2 separate regions of the Sus scrofa genome follow, and region 1 is linked to region 2. A link is a contact called in public Hi-C data. All regions are on one chromosome and are shown on one strand. The core of a region is the stretch at or near the end of the contact, and the rest is flanking DNA. Distances in the headings are between cores, read along the strand shown. Region 1 holds the start of CBX2 (chromobox protein homolog 2). Region 2 holds the start of EIF4A3 (eukaryotic translation initiation factor 4A3).

Region 1 (5,694 bases), core at 1,722-4,221, 290 kb after region 2:
AAACTCTCACTGGTTGGCAGAGCACTGGGGGGACCAAGGGTTTCTGCTCCTGATGTGGTCCATCCAGAGCCAGTGCCCCTGGCTCACATGCCTCTTCCAGTTTTCTTTTTCTAAGTCTTCCCTGTTCCTAGACTCTACGTGAAACAGAACTACTGGCAGCACCTGATTCCAAGGTGGCCTGGGCTCCAGGCCTACACCACCTGCAGGACACTGTTAACCAGCTCTTGTGACTTGGGGTCAGGGAGTGGAGAGAGCTGCTGCCACCCGCCACCCCAGAAAGCCTGTCTTCCAGGCCACCCCCTGGGAAAGAGGCTCTATCTGGAGCAGTTTCCTGGTAATTAGAATGGGCGAGCATCATCTCACTGGGGCCTGTAAGGTGATCTCTAAAAGAATCCAATTAGTACAAGCAGGCAGAGTTCATATTCCAAGCAGCCCCAACCCGTCTCCTAAAAGGACAGGCGCACTCATGGGTCTCCAGTGACACATTAACCTGTACCCAAGGGCTCTGAACCCAATGCATCCCCTTACTCTATAAGGCTGCATCCACACACCAAGCAAATAACAGTTCCTAGTTTGCAGGGAACTCTCTGGGTGGACAGGACAACATAGAGCATCCCCTTTCCCAGTGTCCTCTCCCGCACAGTGTCAACTAGACCACCCCACGGTTCTTTTCAACGCTTGCATCTATCTCTGAGATTTGCCAACCCCAGTTGTCATCTGCTGTGCTGTAAGCATAAGTGAAGTTAAGGACACGTGGTCTCTCAACAGTTAGGACACTGTCTTACAGAGACGGTGCCAGCTCACCCCCTGAGTAATGAATTCAATACCAGTGAGCTTGGTGATTAACTTTTTCAAAAGTACTGAGACAAGCCATATGCTCATCTTATTTTCTCTCCCCCCCCCAAAAAAAACCCACCTCTATCTTTCTCCCCATTGCCATGGCCTTCTGGGACCCAAAATGTCCTGCTACAGTGAAAAAAAAGTCGACACAGCTTGAGCCCGAGAACAGCTGGCTGGACTGACCCTACCTGGGAAAGCTTTTGAGCACCTAATTTATCTGCCTCTAGCAAGCCTGCCCCCCCCCTCCCCGACCAGCACTCCACAGACTCTCAGGCCATCACCAGCCCCTCACCACCCTTTCCCCTGAGTATCTCAAAGAGGCCTCTCTTAACCCAAGTCTCCTCCTTAAAAATAGATATGACATCTAGAATTACAAAAGCAAATTCGGCCCCTGAGACAGGCAAGGGGGCCCCCGTGGTGCTCACATAATACCAGCTGTTTCGCAGCCCAGAGAAAAATAAGGAACCAGGAAGGTTCATTTTGGCAAGTCTGGCTGTCACAAAGATCCAAAGCAACACTCCGTGGCTCTCAAGGTCTGGACACAGTGCTGGTCAGCTGAGGGAAAGTGTGGGGAGGACGCATCTGGGACCTCAAACCACAGCCCAAGTCCAGGACCCCTTGAGGGCCGGCACCATCCAGCGCCACTGGGTGACAGACCAGGGTCCCCCCAATGGCACGCCCCTCCCACAAGTCTGTTAACTTTCTCACTTCTTCTGGAAGGCCAGGAGCAGCCTCGGGTCCAGGATATTTTCCTCTGGCTCCCAGCTGTTGTGTCTAGAAAAGCAAAGAACAGGGCGTCCTAAAGCATCAGGCAGTGACAGGCCACTTCACAAGGCAGCCCGAGTGGGGGTGCCCCATTGCTCTGAGATCCCTGCTGGCAGCCAGGGCACTGGGCTGCTGGGGAAAGTCCCAAAGGTCCCACCCACGCTAACGATGAGCTCCTGGAGACAGGGGCTCTTGAAGCCAGCACCTTGTCCTCCAACTCAAAGGGAAACCACCACTCTACTCCCAATTAACACGGGGACTCAGGAGGACTCCCCAGTCTCCCCGGGGAGGAAAACGGATCCCAGTAAAATGGAAAGTTGCAGAGAGGGAAGCCCCCAAACCCTGGCCAGGAGCCAGGGAGGGAAGGGAAGGCTCGTCCAGGATGCAGGGAGGGGGCGGCCGAGCGGCAAAGACACGCGGCCCAAAGATTAAGAACAACATTGCTGGTGCCCAGGCGAACACGGGCTGGGGCGCCCGGAGAGGAAAGCAAAGAAAGAAAAGTGGGGTCTAGAAGAAAGGGGAACTGGGTCTGCGAGATCGTCTGCAAATAGAGCCCCTTCCGGGATGCCAAGTCCCCTCCCTTACATTAAAAAAGAGAAAAAAAAAAAAAAAAAAAAAGCAGCACTACATCCATCAATAGAAAGCTCAGGTTACAGCGGGGAAAATACGAACAAGAGGAGGGGGGCTCGCACCCCGCGGGGAGGGCTGAGGCGGGCGGGGGCGCATGCAACAAATGGGCGCGGGAGGAGTGCGCGGAGCCGGAGGGGCGCGGAACCGGCAACGGGAGAGGCGGCCCGGGCGCCAGGAACCTAGCTGGGCGAACTGGAGGAGGTTCCGGAGAGGCCTTCCAGCCCCGCGCCCCGCAGGCCAGTAAACAAAGGGCACCCCGTGCACCCCCTCCCGCCAAGCCCGAGGAGCCCGCGGAGCCCCGGCAAACTTCCCGCCCCGCGCGCGGACTCCCCCAGACAGCGCGGCCGAGGGACCCCCACGTCGTCCTCCACCCTCCAGACCGAGGTGGCGCAGGCAGGAAGGCGGGCGCTGCATTGTTGGGGACTCACTTGGAGGACCAGCCGCGCCACTTGACCAGGTACTCCAGCTTGCCCTGCAGGGAGAGAAGAGGCGCGTGAGCCGGGGCGAACGGGCGCGGGCGGGCACGGGCCGGGCCGCACGCACCTTGCGTAGTCGCTTGCTCAGGATGCACTCGGCGGCGAAGACTTGCTCGCCCACGCTGCTTAGCTCCTCCATGCTGCCGCGCGCCGCGCCCCGCCCCGACCGCGGCGCCCACCGCTCCCCGCACCGCCACCGCCGCTGCCGCGCGCCCCGCCGGCCGCACACAAAGCACCGCCCCCGCCCCGCGCAGGCCCGCCCCGCGCACGCGCACCGCCGCCGCGCGCCGCGCGCCGAGAGCCGAGGCCAGCCGCCCGCCCCATCCTCCCGGGCCGCCCCGATCCGGCGCAGGCCAATGAGCGCGCGGGGGCGGTGCCGGGGGCGGGGCGCTCATTGTTCAAGGAGGGCTCGGCTTCGCGCCCGGGCTTGGGGTCCCGCGCGCCTGGTCTGGCTGTAGCGGCGCGGGCGGTGATGGGGGTCCACCGAGCGCAGGCGGGTCTTTTGCGAGGAAGAAGGAAGCGCCCGGTCGTTTCGGGCCTGGGGATCGTCAGCCGAGTCCCGGTCTCCGGGGTGCGCCCGGCCTCCTCCGAACTTCGTTTTCCGGGCAAAAAGCCATTGTTCTGGGCCGAAGTGGGGGAAGTCAGGACGCGGCTAGGCTGCTGCTTCCTGCCCGGGTTTCTGAGGGACGCTGCTTGGGGCGCGGAGGGCCCACCCGCCCTCCGCCTTTTTGAACTTGGTCTCTGTCGGTCTCGGGCAGTCGTGCTATTTTGCGCGCGAGCAAAACGGGCGAGGGGGGCGGGGAAGGAATGGGAGACCAAGTACTTGGGAAGGGGATGAACCGCAAAAACCGAGCAGCCCGGCTCCCCCCTCACTCTCCTCAAGGAGAGAGAGGAGAACGTATCAGCTGAAAACGAATGGCTCTGCGTTCTTATTTTAAGTTGTGAAGAGTGGCACCGAGCCCCCAAGTTTTAGGCAGCACGTAGGGGGAAAGCAACTGCACCTTTTCTTAATTTGTTTCACGATTTTAAGCAAATGAATGTGGGGGAGACGGGATGGTGATTCGAGGAGCTTGTTCTAACCTAGAACTAAGTCTTTAATGGGCCTGCCCGGATTTGGCAGTCCGTGCCCTTTGGATCAATTACAGGCTGCAGAGAGACTGGACCGCGCTTTGGAATGGGGGTGGCCTGGAGTCTTGTGGGTTCAACTTCAGCAAACACCCTTTTATTTAGTGCTTTTGAGATCCCCATTCCCTGAGCAACTTTCCCCTTAAATCATTTAGATCTTGAATCAGAGCAAGTCGAACGAATAATAAAGGAGATATACGTTAGCCCTAACTTTTCCACAAATGAAGGTGATAGATGGCAGCTCTTTTTCCACATCAGTACGATTTTAACTCAAAAAAAATTTTTTTTCTGGTTTTGCTCCTCCCTTGGATGCAGCTGCAAAATATTCTCTCTGTTGAGCAAATCAAAAAGTCGTTTCTTGTTACAGGAGACTGTCTCTAGGTAACTGTAATCATTAAAACCATGTTTATAAAGGATTCTGCAGGAGAGATGTATTTCTGTCGTTTTAACAGGAAAGGCCTACTGTAGAAAATTTGGAACTGCTGGAGCCCATCTTTCAATTTCTGGCGTGTTCATTAGTTTATTTGGTTAAATGGGTTCCATTCATTTGGTATCTGGAGAGAACTTGGGTAACATTTTGGAGCCCATCTTTCAATTTCTGGCATGTTCATTAGTTTATTTGGTTAAATAGGTTACATTCATTTGGTATCTGGAGAGAACTTGGGTAACATTATTTGGTTAAATAGGTTACATTCATTTGGTATCTGAGAGATATTGTTTGCAAAGAAGGTGGAAAGAGGGAAGGTTGCTTCTGCGGAGGGGGGGGGGTTGGGCCGCTCACTTGGGTGGGGCTGCAGCCCAGAATCCCTGTTTTGGGATAAAAGCTGCGCTCCTGGGGTAGAGAGAGAGCCTCCTACAATCTCTCTCCAGCTCTTTGTATCCCCATCTTGTGGAGCCAGGCAATAAACTGTGGGGATGAGGCCAAAGGTGTATTTATTGTCATCCTGCAAATAGCTGGATCAGTTTCAACTCACATTTCCTTGCAGAAGTCATCTTGGGTGTGAGGTTTTTGCTCTGGAAGCTTCCAGTTTCCTCTTGGTGAAGTATGGCATCCCGGGATACTTGCTTAATATTTTTTTTTTTTAAAGAAAAGAAAGCTTTTAGACAATGCTTTCTTCCTCTAAGAAATAATTTGTCTAGAATTTGATTGTAACCCATTGGGAAAAAAAATCAATTTCCTGGAAGGTTTAATACATGCATCATCTATCCAACTGTGAACACCCAGTTGGGTAAAATAATGTTTAGATAATTGATAGGGAGAAACAAATATGACAGATTTGACTAGAATTAAATTATCAGATAGAAAGGGTGAGGTATGATCCAAAATTTGTGAAATGCTCCTTAAAAATAAAGCTGGAAGTTGGCAGAATCGAGGAATGATTCCAGCTAATCCAATTGTGTCAAAACATGAGTTTGGGCTAAAACAGATTCCTTCTTCCGTTTTGACTGTCATATTTAAGAATTATTAAGACAAGTTAGAACTAATTATTTTCTTATTCATTCAACAAATGGTTCCTCAGCATTTGCTGTCATCTAGACACGACTGGATACAGTACAGAGTCCAGAGCAGTGCTGTCTAGTAGAACTTTCCAAGAGGATGGCAGTGCCTTAGGTCCACATTCTTCAATATGTTAGTCACCAGCCATCTGTGGCTTGTGAACACTTGAAATGTGCTGCTGAGGAATTAATTTTTTAAAATTTTATTTTCAATAAATGGAAATAGCCACGTGTAGCTAATGGTCAAGTATTGGGCATCACAGGTCCTTAGGAACGCAAGGACTATACTCCAAATGTATTTTCCATGAAAGTAATGCAGTTACTTAAATGAATCCTGGAACATGAATAGTTTACCTGCATT
Region 2 (5,719 bases), core at 2,697-5,196:
TGTGGAAGTTCCTAGGCTAGGGGTCGAATGGGAGCCTCAGCTGCTGGCCTACACCACAGCCACAGCAACGTGGGATCCGAGCCGCAGCTGTAAACTACACCATAGGTCACGGCAACGCCAGATCCTTAATCGACTGAGCGAGGCCAGGGATCAAACCTGTGTCCTCATGGATAGTAGTCGGGTTCATTGCTGCTGAGCCACTGCAGGAACTCCAAGTACAGTTGACTCTTGAAGAACAGAGATTTGAACTGTGCAGGTCACATGCACAGTGGTTTGTGTTCTGTAAGACAGTATTGATGTAGGTACTGATGGACAGATGATTTATTTGCAAACAGATAATGTAAACTTGGGGTATCAATAATTACAGTAAAGTGCTATAAAGGTATTTTCTCTTCCTTATGATTTTCTTTTTTTCTTTTTTCTTTTTTTTTGGTCTTTTTGCCTTTTCTAGGGCCACTCCTGTGGCATATGGAGGTTCCCAGGCTAGGGGTACAGCTGCCAGCCTACACCATAGCCACAACAACGCTAATCCAAGCCACATTTGCCACCGGCACCACAGCTCACGGCAACGTTGGATCCTTAACCCACTGAGCAAGGCCAGGGATCGAACTTGCAACCTCATGGTTCCTCGTTGGATTCGTTAAGCACTGTGCCACGACGGGAACTCCTGATTTTCTTAATAGCATTTTCTCTAGCTTACTTTATTGAGGGGGTCAATAAATACAGTATATAATACATATAATACAGTATAATACATATAACACACGACATGCTAATCAACTGTTCATGTTATTTGGCAGGCTTCCGGTCAACCGTAGGCTATTAGAACTTAAATTCTGGGGGAGTCAAAAGTTATACCTGGATTTCTGAGTACACAGGGGGTGGGCACCCCTAACTCCTGAGTTGCTCAAGGGGCAACTGCGAAGGCTTGTATCCAGCACAACATGGAGCATATTTTAACAAAGAGGGCAAAGAGCCAGGCGTATTCAAAACCCGTCTGCTGCTGATAAAGCAAACTGCACCGTGTTTGAACGGGAAAAACCTCCTCTCCTGAGAGGAGCTCTCATCCTGGCTGCGATTTCCCAGAGGCCTCTCTCCCGCACAAAGAAAACACAGCTCCCTATGACATATCGTACCCACCGCCAGCCCCCAGCTCCTGCAAGAGCGCAGGTACACTCTTTACCATCCCAAGGAGGCCTTCCGGTGGCGGCGGGGGGCGGGGGCAGCACCCTCTGTCTTGGGCACCTCAGCTCCCACCTGGGGGAGGGGCCATCCCTCGGGATTAGATGAACTCCAAGGGGGATGAAGGTCAAGTCAACCTGGTTTCCACTGTTTCCCTAAAGAGTGGTGTCCCCAACCCTGCACCCCCACACCCACCCCAACTCTTGTCCTCTTCATGGACTCTGGCCTAAACAGCTGAAACGTTATTGGGCCCAAACCAAAGGAAGAGGTCTTTCAGTTGTGTGTTCAGACATCCCGAGAAAGGGACACTGCCAGGAAAAGTACAAAATGTCCTAAAAGTGAGACGGCAAAAGACAAGTTCAAGCGGATCATGAATAAGATTAAAAAATCTCTGAACGGGGGCAGAAGAGGCAATTCTTTCTTCCCCTCCCCTTTGGTACCAGACCCATAAACTCCGTGGTCTTCCATTTACTCTCCCCCACACGCCTGACAAGGTTATTTCACCTACTGTTTAGTACCTAGAGCAGCACCGTCCAAGAGGAATATCTTCTGTAATTAAGATGGTTCTGGTAGACGTATTTGAAAAAGGAAAAGAAATGGGTTAAATCGATTTAAATAACACGGTTTAACTCATGTATCTAAAATACGAACATTCCTACATATAATCAATATAAAAATTATTAACGAGGTCTTTCTTGTTCTTTTTTTCTTTTTAGGGCCACACCCGCAGCATATGGAGGTTCCCAAGCTAGGGGTCTAACTGGAGCTACAGCTGCTGGCCTACGCCACAGCCACAGTCACACTAGATCTGAGCCACATCTGCAACCTACACCACAGCTCACAGCGATGCCAGCTCCTTAACCCACTGAGCGAGGCCAGGGATTGAACCAGCAACCTCATGGTTCCTAGTTGTATTCGTTTCTGCTACGCCACGACAGGAATTCCTCTCGTTTTCTTATACTAAGTCTGAAATTTGTGTGCGTTTTACAGCACAGCCCTAGGACAGTTCGCAAAACAATGTGGGCTACTTCAGAGAGGACACGGATAACCCCTCTGTGGAATCGCAAGACCTGAGAATACTTTAATCCACTGCACAGGCTGGGGATTGAACCCATGCCCTCCGCAGCAACTTATTCTGTATACATTTGTATTTTATTCACTTTAAAGTCTAAGAAAGAAATTCAGATTTATAAATATTTAATTTTTTTTTTTAAGGTCTGAACCGTGGTGTATGGAAATTCCTGGGCCAGGGATTAAAATCCCTGCTGCAGCTGGGAGTTCCTGTTTTGTCTCAGTGGGTTAAGGATCTGGTGTTGCTGTGAGCTGTGGTGTAGGTTGCAGAAGCTTGGATCCCAAATTGCTGTGGCTACTATAGGCAGGCAGCTGTAGTTCCGATTTGACCCCTAGCCTAGGAACTTCCATATGCTGCAGGTGTGGCCCTTTAAAGAAAAAAAAATTCAAGCTGCAGCTGTGACCAACTGTGGCAACCTGGGATACTTTAATCCACTGCACAGGCTGGGGACTGAACCCATGCCCTCCGCAGCAACTTACTCTGTGCCACAGCTGGAACTCTAAGGTTTGAGTAATACTGGCATTTTTTTTTTTCTTGCTTCTTAGGGTCACACATGCAGCATACGGAAAATCTCAGGCTAGAGGTCAAATTGGAGCTATAGCTGGCGGCCTACACCACAGCCACAGCTGTGCCAGCTCTGAGCCACATCTGCAACCTACACCACAGCTCACGGCAACGCCAGATCCTTAACTCACTGAGCAAGACCAGGGATCGAACCGTGTCCTCATGGATGCTAGTCAGGTTCTTAACCCACTGAGCCACAAGGGGAACTTCCCATACTAGCATCCTTATCAGGCACGTTTATCAGGTCAATTTTCTTGCAGAGTCTGGACATATTCTAAGGTCTGGGCCAGAGCTTCAGGAAAAGACCTCATTTACTTGTTTGCTGTCAACAAACTGCAAACCTCTGCACTCTTATGCCTGATTTTAATGGATAATATGATCACCCAGTTTTCACTGAATTAACCTTCACAACAGGAAAGCGTTTAAGCACTCCTGGAAAGAGGCTGTGAATTAAAGATATGCCCAGGATGGGAGCCAAGCAAACAATGAGAAAGGACGGAGCTGGCACTTGGGCAAGTACAAGTTTCACAAAGTTATCGCTGTTCTCACACAACACAGATGAACGTCCGTCAAGTGATGAAATCGGTTCAGAGGCCAGTTTTGCGGTACTTGATTTTAGAGGCACTTGAAGTTTTAGAGAAGCATGGCCCACGGGGCCATGTTTACACGGGATAATGAGCGCAGGCAGGGACCAGCACCCGGGTGCCTCCTCCCGGCAGGGGCGCCCTGGCGCACGCCGCAGCTCGTCTGCAGGAGTTCCAGTTCTACCCTGCCGCGCTGAGGAACCGGTAATGCGGCCAGGTAACCGGTAACCCTCCGCGCAACAGCCCAGCCCAGAGCCCAAGCCGAGGGACCCGGGCGAACCCCGGCGCCTACCTTACGCGGGTGCGGGGAGGGGCGGGGTGTGGCCAGGGGCGGGGCCCGCGGATCCCGCGGAACCCCTCCCCCTCGAGAGCTGCGGCACCGCCCCTTTCCCCTTTCACGTGACCAGGAGCTCCCCGCCCCTTCCGAGCGCGGCTCCGACGCACGCTCCTACGCAGGCACGCGCGCGCGATGCCGTCAGTTCCTGGCGGCGGCGACGGCGCGGCGCTCTACTTCCGCTTCCCGGTGCGGCGCGCAGTCGGTTCTCAGCCCGCTCGGCATCATGGCGGCCACGGCCACGATGGCGACCTCAGGCTCGGCGCGGAAGCGGCTGCTGAAAGAGGAAGACATGACCAAAGTGGAATTCGAGACCAGCGAGGAGGTGGACGTGACTCCCACGTTCGACACTATGGGCCTGCGGGAGGACCTGCTGCGCGGCATCTATGCCTACGGTCGGTGGGCGCGGGGCGCGGGCTGCGAGCGCCCGCCGGAGAGCATGGGCCCGGCCGAGGGCTGGGTCCCGAGACTGGGAGTGTGGCGGTCCTGAAGGTCGGGGATCCGGGTTGGGGCCGAGCCCGGGGTGGGTCACGGGTGACCCCTTCCCTCACCACGCGTATCCACCCCCATCTGTGCCGGCGGGTTCGGGTGTTGTCCTCCCGGCAGCGCGCCCTGCTGGGACCCAAGAGGGCTGCAGGGTCCTTTGGGCACTTGGGAGTCATTCATTCAGCGGATAACTGTCTTGTATCGGCCAGGTGCGCGGCTCTAGGTACTCGGGGCTTAGTAGGGAACCAGACAGGTTCGTGCCCTTAGTTAAGTTAGCTTAAGCCTTAGTTTAAGTTACATTTGGGAGGAGGACTGTATAATCGATGGTAATGGCTACGGAGAAAATTAAGCGGGATAATTGGTTCAAGCTGCGCGGAGGAGAGAGTTAAACTAGTAGAGCAAATAGGCAAGGTGGCTGCCAGTAGGGCCTGGCATTTGAACTGAGACTCAGCTAAGGAGCCCGTTATGAGAAGGTTATGTTAGAATTGGGCAGAGGGGGCAGCTGGTGCCAGGTCCTGCAGCCCGGAGCCGGGGACATTCCAGGAACAGAATCTCCTGTCCTCCCTGTGGGGAGGGAGGAGGGGGCCACATCTTGAAGAGTGAAGTCTGGGGTGATAAAGAGAGTGCATTTTATTTCTGAGTGCAGTGGGGGAGGCCATTGGAGGGTCTCATGCAAGGAAGCGACAGGACCATATTTAGTTAGAAGTGAATTGGGGTGTCTGATGTGGGTGGAGGTGAGGCGGGAGAGCAAGCAGGGAGATGCTAGGAGGCTTTTTGTTCCAGTCCGGGGGAGAGATGATGGTTTTCTGGTGGAGATGGATGTAAGCAGCAGAGGAAAATCCTAGGTGTGTGGCTGATGGGACCGGTGATGCTGCCCTCTGCTCAGGCAGGGAGTAATGGTGGGAGCACTTCTTGAATGAGGGGAGCTTGAGGGACCTGTGAGCCATCAGTTGTCCTAGCTGGGAGCCTCGGAAGAGGCGGGGTTGGGGCTACTCTCCGGAATGAGCAGCATCCGTGCTTAATGCCTGGGACTGGGGCATCTTTTTTATCCAGCAGTCCTTGAGTCAGGACAGTTTAGTGCAGAGAAGGTGCTGAGGGAACGGGAGGTGAACTATAGCAACTAAGCCTTGTAGTGAGGCTCACAGCCCACCTGCCTCTTGGGATCTAGGGCCTCCCTTCCCTGAAACACCTGCTGCGTCATCATGAGGGGTTTAAATCACATTAGATTGGCTTTTGTGTTAAGTGGGAAGTTTACTACATTTTAAAAGACTATGAGAATTATTTCATGTCCATTATTTGTACATGAAGTTTTGTTTACTCAGACAGTAGAGGGGTTGCAGTTCACGCAGCCGCATCCAGGGCAGGAGGGCATCCAGGGCGGGAGGCGTAGGTGACATTCGTTTTTAGATGATGTCACCTACCCAAAGACTTACTGCTGATAGGGAGTAGTGACTGACTGTGATGGGTTATTTAATTTAACAAGTGATGCCAAAACAC

The links. A called contact is a pair of places that touch in the nucleus more often than the background predicts.
Region 1: a contact with region 2 is called in a Hi-C map of liver, with 7 times the contacts expected there. The contact joins the promoter of CBX2 here to the promoter of EIF4A3 in region 2. A contact is called at or near these places in 2 of 47 Hi-C or Micro-C datasets (heart right ventricle and liver).

Annotation. Positions count from the first base shown.
Region 1 is chr12:2,577,365-2,583,058 of Sscrofa11.1, forward strand. It overlaps CBX2 (chromobox protein homolog 2), which reads right to left and starts at 2,972. Exons shown (of 5, transcript XM_021066506.1): 1 at 2,779-2,972; 2 at 2,664-2,707; 3 at 1,549-1,614. The coding sequence starts at 2,850.
Region 2 is chr12:2,281,733-2,287,451 of Sscrofa11.1, forward strand. It overlaps EIF4A3 (eukaryotic translation initiation factor 4A3), which reads left to right and starts at 3,947. Exons shown (of 12, transcript NM_001100193.1): 1 at 3,947-4,131. The coding sequence starts at 3,963. LOC106505378 (a long non-coding RNA gene) reads right to left here and starts at 1,916. Exons shown (of 2, transcript XR_002336940.1): 1 at 1,701-1,916.